Regions from separate parts of the Rattus norvegicus genome. Here region 1 is linked to region 2. The links are chromatin contacts, called in public Hi-C maps. All regions are on one chromosome and are shown on one strand. The core of a region is the stretch at or near the end of the contact, and the rest is flanking DNA. Distances in the headings are between cores, read along the strand shown. Region 1 holds the start of Gata6 (GATA binding protein 6). Region 2 has its middle 130 kb from the start of Mir1.

The links. Hi-C and Micro-C count contacts between places; a contact is called where the count stands out from the background.
Region 1: a contact with region 2 is called in a Hi-C map of liver, with 2.5 times the contacts expected there. The contact joins the promoter of Gata6 here to the enhancer-like site in region 2. A contact is called at or near these places in 2 of 12 Hi-C or Micro-C datasets (kidney and liver).

What each region holds. Positions count from the first base shown.
Region 1 is chr18:2,459,343-2,462,403 of GRCr8, forward strand. Gata6 (GATA binding protein 6) reads left to right here and starts at 1,567. Exons shown (of 7, transcript NM_019185.2): 1 at 1,567-1,663; 2 at 2,264-3,061. The coding sequence starts at 2,301. LOC100909782 (a long non-coding RNA gene) reads right to left here and starts at 835. Exons shown (of 4, transcript XR_010059773.1): 1 at 694-835.
Region 2 is chr18:2,285,589-2,288,725 of GRCr8, forward strand. No RefSeq gene overlaps it. Among named protein-coding and RNA genes, the nearest start is that of Mir1, 130 kb to the left of the region's middle. Within about 2 kb of position 1,658, at least 1 of the 93 cell types and tissues checked has an H3K27ac peak or open chromatin away from gene starts, as enhancers often do. A contact at or near this core is called in liver, where this site is marked.

The DNA of each region.
Region 1 (3,061 bases), core at 317-2,816, 170 kb after region 2:
AGCGGGGCGAGGTAGGGAGTACAAAGGGACACCTTTCCCAGATCGTAGCCTAGATCCCAAACGACCCTCAGGACCTGAGCGTCCCGAAATAGGGTGGGGAAAGTTTAAGGTCGGTTACAAGCAACTGAGCGCCAGGGGGTGGGGGGGCGTTTAATTTGGAAGGAGGAGCTAGGAGGGCCAGTTGGGCATTTACTCTCAGCCCCCCCCCCCACCGCTGACTTTGGGGGCGCCCTGACCTAGGAGGTGGCGTGCCCTTCCCTTTGCGGCGGCGGTCAGTGCGGGTCTATGAAGATCCAGCTTCTCCCAAGCCAAGTTTTCCTCCCCCTTCTGCCCCGGGTGTGACTCGTGTGTGTGTGTGTGTGTGTGTGTGTGTGTGTGTGTGTGTGTGTGTGTGTGTGTGCGCGCGCGCGCGCGCGCGCTTGTGTGCGTGTGTGTAACTGGGGACCCGAGGATGTGTTCCAGCGCTGGATGAATATGGGTCGCTGGCCAGGTCAGGCATGCTGCTGCCCCTTCCCTAGCTGGGCGCCCCCGGGGCGGACTCGCCCTGACTCTGAGGACAGGGCTAGGAGCTCAGCCCACGCCCGCAGGCTGCCTAGCTCTTATTGTCCGCTAGGGCAGCACTCCCCTCCCCCTGCCCGTCCCCTCCCCACCCGCTTTTTTCTCCTCCCCTGGATCCCTCCTCCTTCTCTTCACCTCCGCACCCAGCAGCTTGTAGAGAGCAGTTCCGACCCACAGCCTGGCACCCTTCGGCGAGCGCTGTTTGTTTAGGGCTCGGTGAGTCCAATCAGGAGCGCAGGCTGCAGTTTTCCGGCAGAGCAGTAAGAGGCGCCTCCTCTCTCCCTTTTATTCACCAGCAGCGACTAGCAGACCCTGGACTCTCGGTCTCCCGCCGGCGCCCTCCGACTCTCTCCGCGTCCCGGAGCACCCTCGGCCGCGGCCGTTCTTCACACACGTCGTTCGCCCGAGGTTCGGCTGCTTCCTTCTTTGTTTACTCCTTCCTCTCCCTTCCAACTCTACGGGCCTCCAGCTCTGTGGCCTTTCCTGGGCTGTGATCGGTTCCGAGGGTGTCCCCTCCTTCGCTCTAGAGGATTGCAGGGACTCCGAGGTTCCTGGGATACTCCGGACCAGCCTCCCCCCTCCGTCCCCCCCTTCCGTGCTTATCTGCCCGCAGCTTATCTCTGAGTTATCACAGCGCCAAGGGGCGGGAGCCTGTAGTCCAGTGGGCAGAGAAACTTCTTTCTTGCTACCTTGCCCGGGTCTGTGTGTTAATTTTAGTGTGGTTATCTCCGATGAGCCTAAGCGATTTGGAAAAGCAGCCCAGTGGAGGCCTGCCTGGCTCCCCACCCCCTCCAAGTCTCCCTGTCATTCTTCCTGCTCTCCCCTTTGGGGTGGCCTCGGCTCTGGGGCGGTCTCACTCCCCTCCCCTCTTGCGTTTCCCCCTCCTTTTCTCTGTGCTCTGCTCCACCCTACTATGTCCAATTCCTGCACGATCTGGCCTTTTCCCCGCTGGGGTTGACCATGGGGGTGGCCCGGGGGGGTGGCCCGGCTGGCCTGAGTGAGCGCGCTGGTGGTTGTGAGGCGGTCTGTGTTTAAGGTGTACCGTTGGCCTGGACGTGGTTGGACGTGAGGTTTTGCCGAGTGGGTTTCCAGCACTGTTTCCTAGGTCCTTACGACTTTCCTGGCATCCCACTTTCTCTGGGCTGGGTAACTTTTTCTGGAGCTCGCGTTGGATCTGGTCAGCAGGTCCGGGAAGCTCCGAGAAAAAGCGGCGGTTTCGTTTTCGGGGACAGGTTGTCTTTTCTAGCTATTTTTACACGCGGAACTCTCTCAGTGAGGCATCCCAAGAAAGGGGCGCCTACAAGGAGGCAGGGTGAGACAGCCTTGACACACATTAAATTCTTTCGTATCATCGGCTCAGAGTTAGCCAATCTGAGACAGAAGGAAAATCCCGGCCGGCTTCGAGGTCACTCTTGGGTTCTGGCGCGCTTTGCAGAGAGGATGGATGCTATGGAGGGGTGGGATAGGAGGGCTCGGGGACACGTGTCCTGGGTGACGGAGAGGCACCCTAGTTGTCCAGAATACCTTGGCTGCTGCACAAATTTCAATTACTGTTTTCTAACCCATCAAACACGGGGCAGAAGTAGGATGTTTAAGGAATGCCCTAAACTAGGAGAGGGTTGGGTGAGGGAGTGAAGCATGTTTGTAGACAGTAAGTAAGTCCACTTTTTCTGTCTTCCCGTCTTGTTCCTCAATCCCACCCTAGGAACCAAAAGTCAGGTTGGAGCAGCGCCGGACAGTGGATGGCCTTGACTGACGGCGGCTGGTGCCTGCCGAAGCGTTTCGGGGCTGCTGCTGCGGACGCCGGCGACTCTGGGCCCTTTCCAGCGCGGGAGCCCTCCTCGCCGCTCTCCCCCATCTCGTCCTCTTCCTCCTCCTGCTCCCGGGGTGGGGATCGTGGTCCCTGCGGCGCCAGCAACTGCAGGACGCCGCAGCTCGACACTGAGGCGGTGGCGGGACCTCCGGGCCGCTCGCTCTTGCTCAGCCCCTACACTTCCCATCCCTTCGCCGCTGCTCACGGAGCCGCGGCGCCCGGGGTCGCTGGCCCCGGGAGCGCCCTGTCGACTTGGGAGGACCTGTTGCTCTTCACTGACCTCGATCAGGCCGCGACCGCCAGCAAGCTGCTGTGGTCCAGCCGGGGCGCCAAGCTGAGTCCCTTCGCGGCCGAGCAGCCGGAGGAAATGTACCAGACGCTCGCCGCTCTGTCCAGCCAGGGGCCCGCCGCTTACGACGGCGCGCCCGGCGGCTTCGTACACTCCGCAGCTGCGGCGGCCGCGGCGGCCGCGGCAGCCAGCTCTCCGGTCTACGTGCCCACCACACGCGTGGGCTCCATGCTGCCCGGCCTGCCTTACCTGCAGGGGGCGGGCAGCGGGCCCAGCAATCACGCGGGCGGCGCGGGCGCCCACCCGGGCTGGCCCCAGGCCTCCGCCGACAGCCCCCCGTATGGCGGGGGTGGTGCAGCGGGCGGCGGCGCGGCCGGACCCGGAGGTGCGGGATCAGCCAC
Region 2 (3,137 bases), core at 408-2,907:
CCCACACATACACCTAGGCAGGCACTTGGCCACAGAGCTACACCTTCTGCTGATTATGCTGGCTGACTTGTCTTACTAGCTTTCCCCATAAGCATAAGGCAGTCTGTATGTGGGACATGGACACTTTAAGTGTTGAGAAATATTACTGGCCTGGTGAGGTGGCTTCACGGGCAAAAGCACAAGTCTATGGACACCTGAGTCCAATCTCAGGGGCCTATGTTGAAGAGAAGAGGCACTGGGGGTGGGGGAATGTGTGCATATCTTTAATTCCATCACTCAGGAGGCAGAAACAGCCAGATCTCAATGAGATCAAGGCTAACAAGGATACATAGTGGTACCCTATCTCAAGTCCCTCCCTCCAAAAGGAGAGGACTGAGTCTCCAAAGCTGTCCTCCTAACCTCCACATGCATATAACTGCACACATACATTCACATACACACATTTGCACACACACAATGCACACACACTCACTCACATACACACACATACATAATCACACACACTCTCACAATTCACTAACATGAACTCACACACATTCACTCAGACACAAACTCACACACACATACAGTCACATGCACACTCACACACACTATTTGAGATGTGTTGTTGGCACAATCCTGCAATCCCAGCACTTGGGTGATGGGTTCCAGGCCAGCCTCAGCTACATAGTAAATTCAAAGTGATCCCAGACAGTTTAAGATCTCATCTTTAAAAAACAAACAAACAAACAAACAAAACCCCCCAAAAACAAAAACCCAAAAAGTTCCCCACCACTATCACAGCAATAATCTCTTACACAAACAAAATTCTGATTCATGTCCATAACAGACTTGTTACGACAGCTGAAAGGAGAAACAATGTAAACGTTCACAGACAGAGAACAGATCTGAAAGCTTATGTCCTCAGTAGGCTACATTCAGCCTGAAAAGGGGACAGAATTCTCATAAAGCATGCATGGGTGGTTCTGAAAACTGCTTTTGCTAAATGAAACAATCGTGCAGATGATAGCTGCTGCGTGATCTTCTGTAAGACTGGTTGCATGCCCCCAAAGAGACAGAAGGCAGGATTGTGCTTGTCAGGAGCTGGAGGACATGGGTAGGGATTGTTAGGGTTTCAGTTGGAGAGGGAGAATGTTCCAGAGGAGTGTGGTGGGGATGGCTGCACCACCTTGTGAAAGTGTCATGGAAAGTAGTCAATGTGATTAAAAAGGCAAATTGTTTGCTTCACATCTTACCTCCACAAGCAAGGGCACATGTTTATGGCTGTACTGCACCAGCGAAAGCATTTTCTCTTTCCATTTCAAATTTAAAAAGCACCAAGACCTCATCATCAAAATGAGTTCCATTTCCCCTCACCTCTAGCTGGCCACTGAGCCTTCCGGGCTTTGGTCTAATGCACAGGAACTGAAGTCAGTACAGATGGATTTAATTTCCCCTGGCCTGTGACTGTAGAAGCCAGGCTGATGCCACATGCTGGTGAACAGGGCGGACTAGGAATGGGGTCCTCGGGGTGGGCACAAGAAAGACCTGTAAGGTCAAAAGAAGAAACAATTTATAGGACTGAACCATTTTTGCTTTATTTTGGCAGGGCCTCATGTAGGCCAGTGTGGCCATGGCCTCAAACTTGGCACATAACTGCGGATGACCTTGAACTCCTGATCCTCCGGCCACCATCTCCCAAGTGCAGTGACTGTAGGGATGTGCCACCATGCCCTGTGTGACTGACACTCTGGGAAAGGAAAGTTGACATGCTTTCACATTTGGGTGGAGGACTCTCTGTGGGTAGAGTCCTGGGTGTCACTGCGGAAGAGGTTGGTTGGTGGTCCTGGAACTGATGGGCAGAGGACTCTCTCAGGAGAGTCCTATTTACCTCATTTTGAATTTAAATGTATTTTCTTTAAGCCCCCAGCCTTCTGTTTCCTATATATGAATAGGAAAATTTGCACCTGCACTTGTTTTTCCTCCCACATGACTCAGAAATCTCTAGAAAGTCAGTGTTTCCCAGTGGCCAGGGCAGAGTTCTCTCTCTGGTTGCCAAGTCACTTGGGTAGAACTCTAGACCTGCTGTTTTCTCCCCTGAAGCAATGCTACACAGATCTGGGAGCCGAGGGCTGCTGGCAGACTCTGTGGAAAGCTCAGGGAAGTACCTGGCTCAGGCCCCAGGATGGGCTGCTGCTGGGGCCAGGGGACAAGAGTGGGGAAGACCCAGGCAGAGGTGGGCCGCCTCCAGCCAGCCTCAGCTCACTGGGCTCTTGGTGTCTGACAGGGCGTAGCAGGAGAGCTGTTCGCTGGACTTCCAAAGGCTGAATCCAGCTAGTCCCGATTTCTGGCCCTTGAAAATGAGGTTGTTTAAAAAGTGTTTCCTGAGCAGCCAGCGAGGTGGCTCAGTCATGTGGCTTTAGCACTTGGTAGGCTGAAGCATGAAAGGTGCCGTGAGCTACAGATCAGCTCAGAACTCATAGCTAGTTTCAGCCCAACCAGAGCTACAGCAGGACTCTCGAAAGTAAAGGAACAGATAAATAAATAAAAATAAAATTGTTTGATATTATTTTCTGAAAGAGAAATTTATAAGACGTATGGCTGAACAACACAGCTCGGCACAGGCTACACAAACACGTGTGTAAGTAGATTGTCATATACTTACACGTGTGCACATGCACAGGGCTTTCTGACATTGCCAGTGGCACCCACTTTGATACATTGGTGGCGGATATATTTGTGTGCAGCCCCTTTGCTGCTGTGGCAATTCGATAGTAATTTCTCTCTTTGGATTCATATTTCCCAGTGTTTGGTTTCCAGCTGACAGTTTTCCTTGTAGCATTTGCTCGCATGTCTTCAGCCTGAGGACAAGCCAAGGAGAAAACCCTACTCTCCTGCCCCCTTGGTCAAGGACATCAAGGTGCATTTATATGCTCAGCAGGAGGCTTGCCTGAAGCTTGAGGCCAACCTGAGCCATGGGAGACTGTCTCAACAAAGCAAAAGTCTAAGAAGAAACTGGTGAACTTGTTAGCATTTTTAGCCAACACCGCACAAAATATATTGAACAAAGTTGCTCTGTTGCAGTGAACTCTTGATTCCTTTCCTACTGTGCTGATCAATATTGCCACACGCCTAGAACCTTCACAATCACCTCTTCC